Regions from separate parts of the Zea mays genome. Here region 2 is linked to region 1. A link is a contact called in public Hi-C data. All regions are on one chromosome and are shown on one strand. The core of a region is the stretch at or near the end of the contact, and the rest is flanking DNA. Distances in the headings are between cores, read along the strand shown.

Region 1 (2,748 bases), core at 246-2,745:
TCATGAATAAACTGTATCCAACAAAAGTCCAATAATGTGATTTATGATAAGAAAATATGAATATGTTAAAGAATAGGAGCCTCTAATTGATAATTGAGGTGCATACGACCGATATTTTTGGCTGAAAAGAGATATAAACTACCATTTTAGCAATATCGAAGGCTATCACTTATGATTTTTCACAAAAATGGTCCACACGAAAAGTCTAAGAATACGATTTATGGCAAGGAAACATCTATGGGATAAATAATATGAGCCCTTTGTTGAAGATCGATGGGCCTACGACACACATTTTTTACCAAAGACTGACATAAATGATCGTTTATGGTAATACCGAATGTTAACGTCTAAGAATTTTTCCAGAAAAAATGGCTCCACAAGAAATCCAAGAATGTGATTTATGGCAAGGACACATGTGTGGGGTTATGGCAATAGCCTCTCGTCGAAGATCGATAGGCCTGTGGCCGATATTTTTTGCACAAAAAAGGTCATCAACTACATTTTTTTTTGAAAAATACCATAAATGATATTTTTCGGAAATACCAAAGGCTAACATCTAAGGTTTTTATCAAAAAATTGTCTCTACCAAAACTACAAGAATGTGATTATGGCAAGAAAACACATGTGGATAAGAAATAGGAGCCTCTCACTAATGATCAATAGGCACTCGACCTGTATTTCTAGCGAAAAAACTATAAATGGTCGTTTACGACAATACCGAAGGCTAACACCTTTTCATTTTTCACCAAAAATCTAAAAATGTGATTCATAGCAAGAAAACATGTGTATGTTAAGGAAACACTTTTAGGAAATTTTTACCATCCTTTTAGAGTTGTTCTTAGGATCGTTTGGGCTCGTAACTTACCATCCAATGCGTTTGCTCGCAGCCTGAGGCCTACCAATGGGCCTTTCTCTGTACAGCCCACTACTGGCTTAGTGGGTCAAAGTGAGGCCCACATGGAGAAGAAAAAGTACGAGGCGAGGCTCGGAGCTCGGACCTCCAACTAGAGATAGCAATGGGTATCTGTGACCCGATATCCGATGGGTATTTACTCCATTAAAGTATGTATGTGAGCTAAATATTCTATCCGTGGGTCTGTTATTGGGTAAAAATCTTCACCCAATGGGTAAACGGATATTAGAACGTTTTACCTTCACCCATACCCGTCATTTGTATAATATAATATTTTAATTAAATGTTTATTTTTTATGGGTACGGTGACCTATACCCACATGAGTAGTATGTGGGTAACTCCATATCCACCTGTGTATATGGGTGACTCAATGAGGTTATTTTTGTGTCGTGAGTATGAGTATGGGGTAGTAATACCCGGTGAATATTTACCTATTGTCATCTCTACCTCATGTCGTGGGTCCCATTTTTGCTTAAAAAAAGAAGATCGTGGGTCCCACTGCCACCTGTCGTGGAGAACCGACGCACGAATCTCGCAGCCAAATTTCCAATTATTTTCTTGTCCAGCCATTGCCACAACTCGCAAGGAAGCCCTTTTTCTCATGGCGGCGGCGGCGGCGGCGGCGGGTGGAGAGGGAGATGTAGGAGGAGGCAACAGCGCGGGCGCCCTACTGCGCATCTTCGTGGGCGGGCTGGCGGAGAGCGTGGGCGCGGCCGACCTGGAGGCCCTGTTCGCCTCCGCTGGGCGCGTCGCCGGCGTCGAGTTCGTGCGCACAAACGGGCGCAGCTTCGCCTATGTCGACTTCCACTGCCCCAACGACAAGGCCCTCGCCAGGCTCTTTTCCACCGTACCCACCCCGACTACCCTCTTCCCTTTCTCTATATTTCGGCTGCTCCTGTGTTCAGATGAATGCGCGTTTTCTTTATCCAAAAAAAAAAACAGACAAGTTCAGTAGAGAATAGATAGTCGGAGGTTTTGGTGTCTGCTACCCGTTTGTTGCTCTGAGGCTGTCTGAGGCTTATGGCATTTTGTGTGCAGTATAATGGGTGCAAATGGAAAGGAGGGAAGCTCAGGCTGGAGAAGGCCAAAGAGCACTACCTCACTCGCCTTAAACGAGAATGGGAGCAGGATGCGGCTGCAGCGGCGTCAAAGGAGGCTGCGCTGAAAGATAATGCAGAGAACCAGAAGCCGAAACTGGATAAGGCTGCTTTGGAGGGCTTGAAGATTAACATCTACTTCCCAAAGCTGAGGAAGGTGAGCAGTTCTTTGTGTCATACACTAATGCTAGGTTTTTAAGAAACTGGTTTATAGAAATTGAGGTAGTTCCAAACCTGCCAGTTTATACCTCAGTTTATAGAAATTGAGGTAGTTCCAAACCTGCCAGTTTATACCTCAGTTTATAGAAATTAGATTCTCAGTTTCTTAAAAACCAAGAAGCTGGCCTCTCCTAGCTAAAAAATAAAAACTGATTAAGGCCATGTTTGGTTTCTTTAGTCTAGGGACTAAAGTTTAGTTAGGGGACTAAAGTTTAGTCCCTAACATGTTTGGTTCTAGGGGCTAAAAATAGTAAGAATATACTAAATGACTCATAAGAAGACTAACGTGACCTTTAACATTCTCCTGCTATTAGTACAATTGAACTAAATGAGGGGTAAATGTGGAATTAATATGGTTTAGTCCCTTTTAGCACATATGTGAAGGACTAAAGACTAAATCATTTTAGTCCATATTTTAGTCCTAGTGTTTGGCAAAAAAGGGACTAAATGAGACTAAAAACTAGAGACTAATCTTTAGTCCCTCTAACCAAACACCCCCTAAACTGTATTGTTTCATA
Region 2 (2,814 bases), core at 194-2,693, 180 kb before region 1:
GTAAAAATCGCCCATGTCAGTTTTTTTTTGGTGATGCATAGGTTTTACTACTACATTTTGATGGAAGGTTGTTAGTGCACCCAACACTTGGTACGGTGCCATCAGTTGATGTAACATCTCACTGATCGAGCGGTTTATGTGGAATTGTGTTGGCTCGAATTTCTTCTGGGTTCTCAAATTCATTTCGTAACTTTCAAAGTTTAAATATTTATATGTATACATATATTTAAGGTCGTGTATGTATATAGGACCTTGTATGAGTGTGGAGGGATGGACCGTCCGCTCCGCTAGAACACAAAAAAATAGTGTGCTTCTATGTGTTTTGCCAGACCGTACGGTAGGATGGGATTCGTCTAGAACCCAGAAATCACTCTGGAAATTTACTATTTCGAATCGTTCAGACACCGTTTTGAGCGATGTTTGTTTCTATAGCTCTCTAGGGACGTGGAAAACTTCAATCAAGGCGTCGGATTCATGTGGGGATCTCGAGCTCATACATGTTGATGATGGCCATGGACTGACAATAGTTTATAGTTCTAAGAGATGGGTGAAAATTTGGGACTTGCTGGCGGTGTTTCACATCTAGATGTAGCTCGACCAAACCCGCTCCAGAAAAAAATCTAGCTCGACCCGACTATCGCAACACGTGGGTAGGGACCATAATTTTTTACTCCGCAATAAATCGCAGGCTAGGTACATGCCATGATTTTTGCCTAAACTCCGACCTACCCCGAAAAACCTTGATCCAAAGTAAAAAAAACCTAACACATCAAATAGGAGGTATGGGTTAACCCAACACTAGACACAAGTCACACAAGTCATGTACGAGCCGTACTAAATGGACTCACGCTCGATCCGCCTTGACGTTTAAACAGGTCTATCCACAGCCCAGCCGTGACGCTCTATGGAAGGAGATGGATCTGAGGTTTCTCCAAAAGTACATCTTTTAGAGTAAATCCGAAATGATGTTAAAAAGTTTGTCCAAAAAATTATTATTGGGGACAGATTGAAAGAATTAGAGATAAAATATGGTGTTTACTCCAACAGTTTTTTTTTCAAACAAAAGCTAAAAAACTACAAACTGGATCGAATTGAAAAAAACAGGCCCATCTACGAATTCGGTACCACGTTACTGCAGGCTGCCCTTCGGGTGCGTATGCGAAAGATGAATTTGGATAATGATGATTTAATATATGTATTATGTGCACTAAGCTTCAATGTACATTAGATATGTCCTTCATTCGATAAGATTAAAAGACGTTCGCAAACAACATATTGTAAATATCTTGGTTGCAGGAGCCTGCTATGTCTTTGCGCCATCTGAACCAAGGTGTCATGCATATCACTGTTCAAATGCTTACCTACTTAGATTAGATTAGATCAAAGCCGTCGTCAATTCTTCTTCGGTGGAGTTTGGAGAAGGAAAGAGACGGTAGTTGCACACCAAACTGGGGTCCATGGGCTGGCTGGGCCGGGGCCCTACACGTTGGTAACTTGGTACACCGTACACTGATATTGAAGAGGTGGCCCGTCCCATTTCATCCGCGAAAAAAAAGGGGTTCAGGGAAGCTCACGCCAAGTCGTCCCTTCACCAACGCAACGCAAGGCATCGCATCGCATGTCCAAGGCAAGGCATCGCATTGGTAGCAAAGGCAGCAACCAACCAAGCGGGAGCGGCCCCTTGCTTGGCAACCGCCCGCGTGCCTGCGTGCGGGGCCGCGGGATCGCAGCGCAACGCGGGCGGCACCACCTGCCCACCACACCACCATCCCTCCGGACTCCCGTCGCCGCGCCGTACGTACGTGCTGGGTGGCGGCGGCTGTTGGCTGTTGCCGCCGCTGCCACCACCGCCGCCGCGGCGCCGTGCTGTAGCTAGCGATCGAGCGAGCAACGTAGTAGGCAGGCCGGGCGCGGCTGTGGCCGTGCGTGACGACGAAGGAAGCAAGATGAAGCCCGGCGGCGGCGGCGGCGGCGGCAACGGCGTGACCGCGACGACGACGGCGATCCCGCCGGACGACCTCCGCTCGCGGCGCCGCCTGGCCGCGCTGCTGGCGCCACTCCTGCTCTTCCTGGCGGCCGCGCTCTCCTTCCCCTCCACGCTCCACCTGGCCGCCGTCCCGCTCCCAACGCCGCCGATGACGACGGTGCCGCGCCGGACCACGCCCCCGCGGGTCGCCGTCTGCCTCGTGGGCGGCGCGCGGCGGTTCGAGCTCACGGGGCCCTCCATCGCGCGCCACGTCCTGCGCGGCGGCGCGTTCGCGGTCCCCGCGGACCGCCGCGACGCCGGCCAGGCGGCCGCCACCACCTCGGTGGACGTGGACGTGTTCCTGCACGCTCCGCTGGACGCCGACGCGTACAAGCTGCCCCTCCTCCTGGCGCCTGCAGCGGGGGCGGGCGGCGGCAGCGGCACCACCAGCAGGAATAGCAACAACGTCGTCAGCCTCGCCGCCGTGCGCGTGTTCCGGCCGGTGTACCTCGATGAGACGACGCCGGCGGCGCGCGCGCAGGTGCTCACCGCCGACAACTCGCCCAACGGCATCCAGGTTTGCCTCTTCCCTCGTCGGCGGCTTGGGTTTCATTGTTCCTTGCGTCGCTTGCATGCCATGCCATGCCATGCCATTCGATCATACCGCCCGCCTTGGCTATTTTCCGAGTAGATTAGATCAGTTTGGTTTTGCTGTTGCTAATACTTTTAGCTTAGGTTCCCCGTTCGACTACCGTATCATCTTTCTCGTTGGTGATTTCCTTTTGTTGGTCGATCGTTTGATTTCGGAAAAGCTTGCGACTTTTGGTGTCGTTCCCACAACCACAAGC

Evidence for each region. A called contact is a pair of places that touch in the nucleus more often than the background predicts.
Region 2: a contact with region 1 is called in a Hi-C map of ear, with 1.9 times the contacts expected there. The contact joins the promoter of LOC103654971 here to the promoter of LOC100273064 in region 1. A contact is called at or near these places in 3 of 25 Hi-C or Micro-C datasets (ear, leaf and tassel).

The regions. Positions count from the first base shown.
Region 1 is chr4:248,199,981-248,202,728 of Zm-B73-REFERENCE-NAM-5.0, reverse strand. LOC100273064 (RNA-binding (RRM/RBD/RNP motifs) family protein) reads left to right here and starts at 1,495. Exons shown (of 4, transcript NM_001147513.1): 1 at 1,495-1,761; 2 at 1,953-2,168. The coding sequence starts at 1,516.
Region 2 is chr4:248,383,598-248,386,411 of Zm-B73-REFERENCE-NAM-5.0, reverse strand. It overlaps LOC103654971, which reads left to right and starts at 1,443. Exons shown (of 2, transcript XM_035967582.1): 1 at 1,443-2,543. The coding sequence starts at 1,947. It overlaps LOC100383816 (Zn-dependent exopeptidase superfamily protein), which reads left to right. Exons shown (of 11, transcript NM_001176448.1): 11 at 1-157.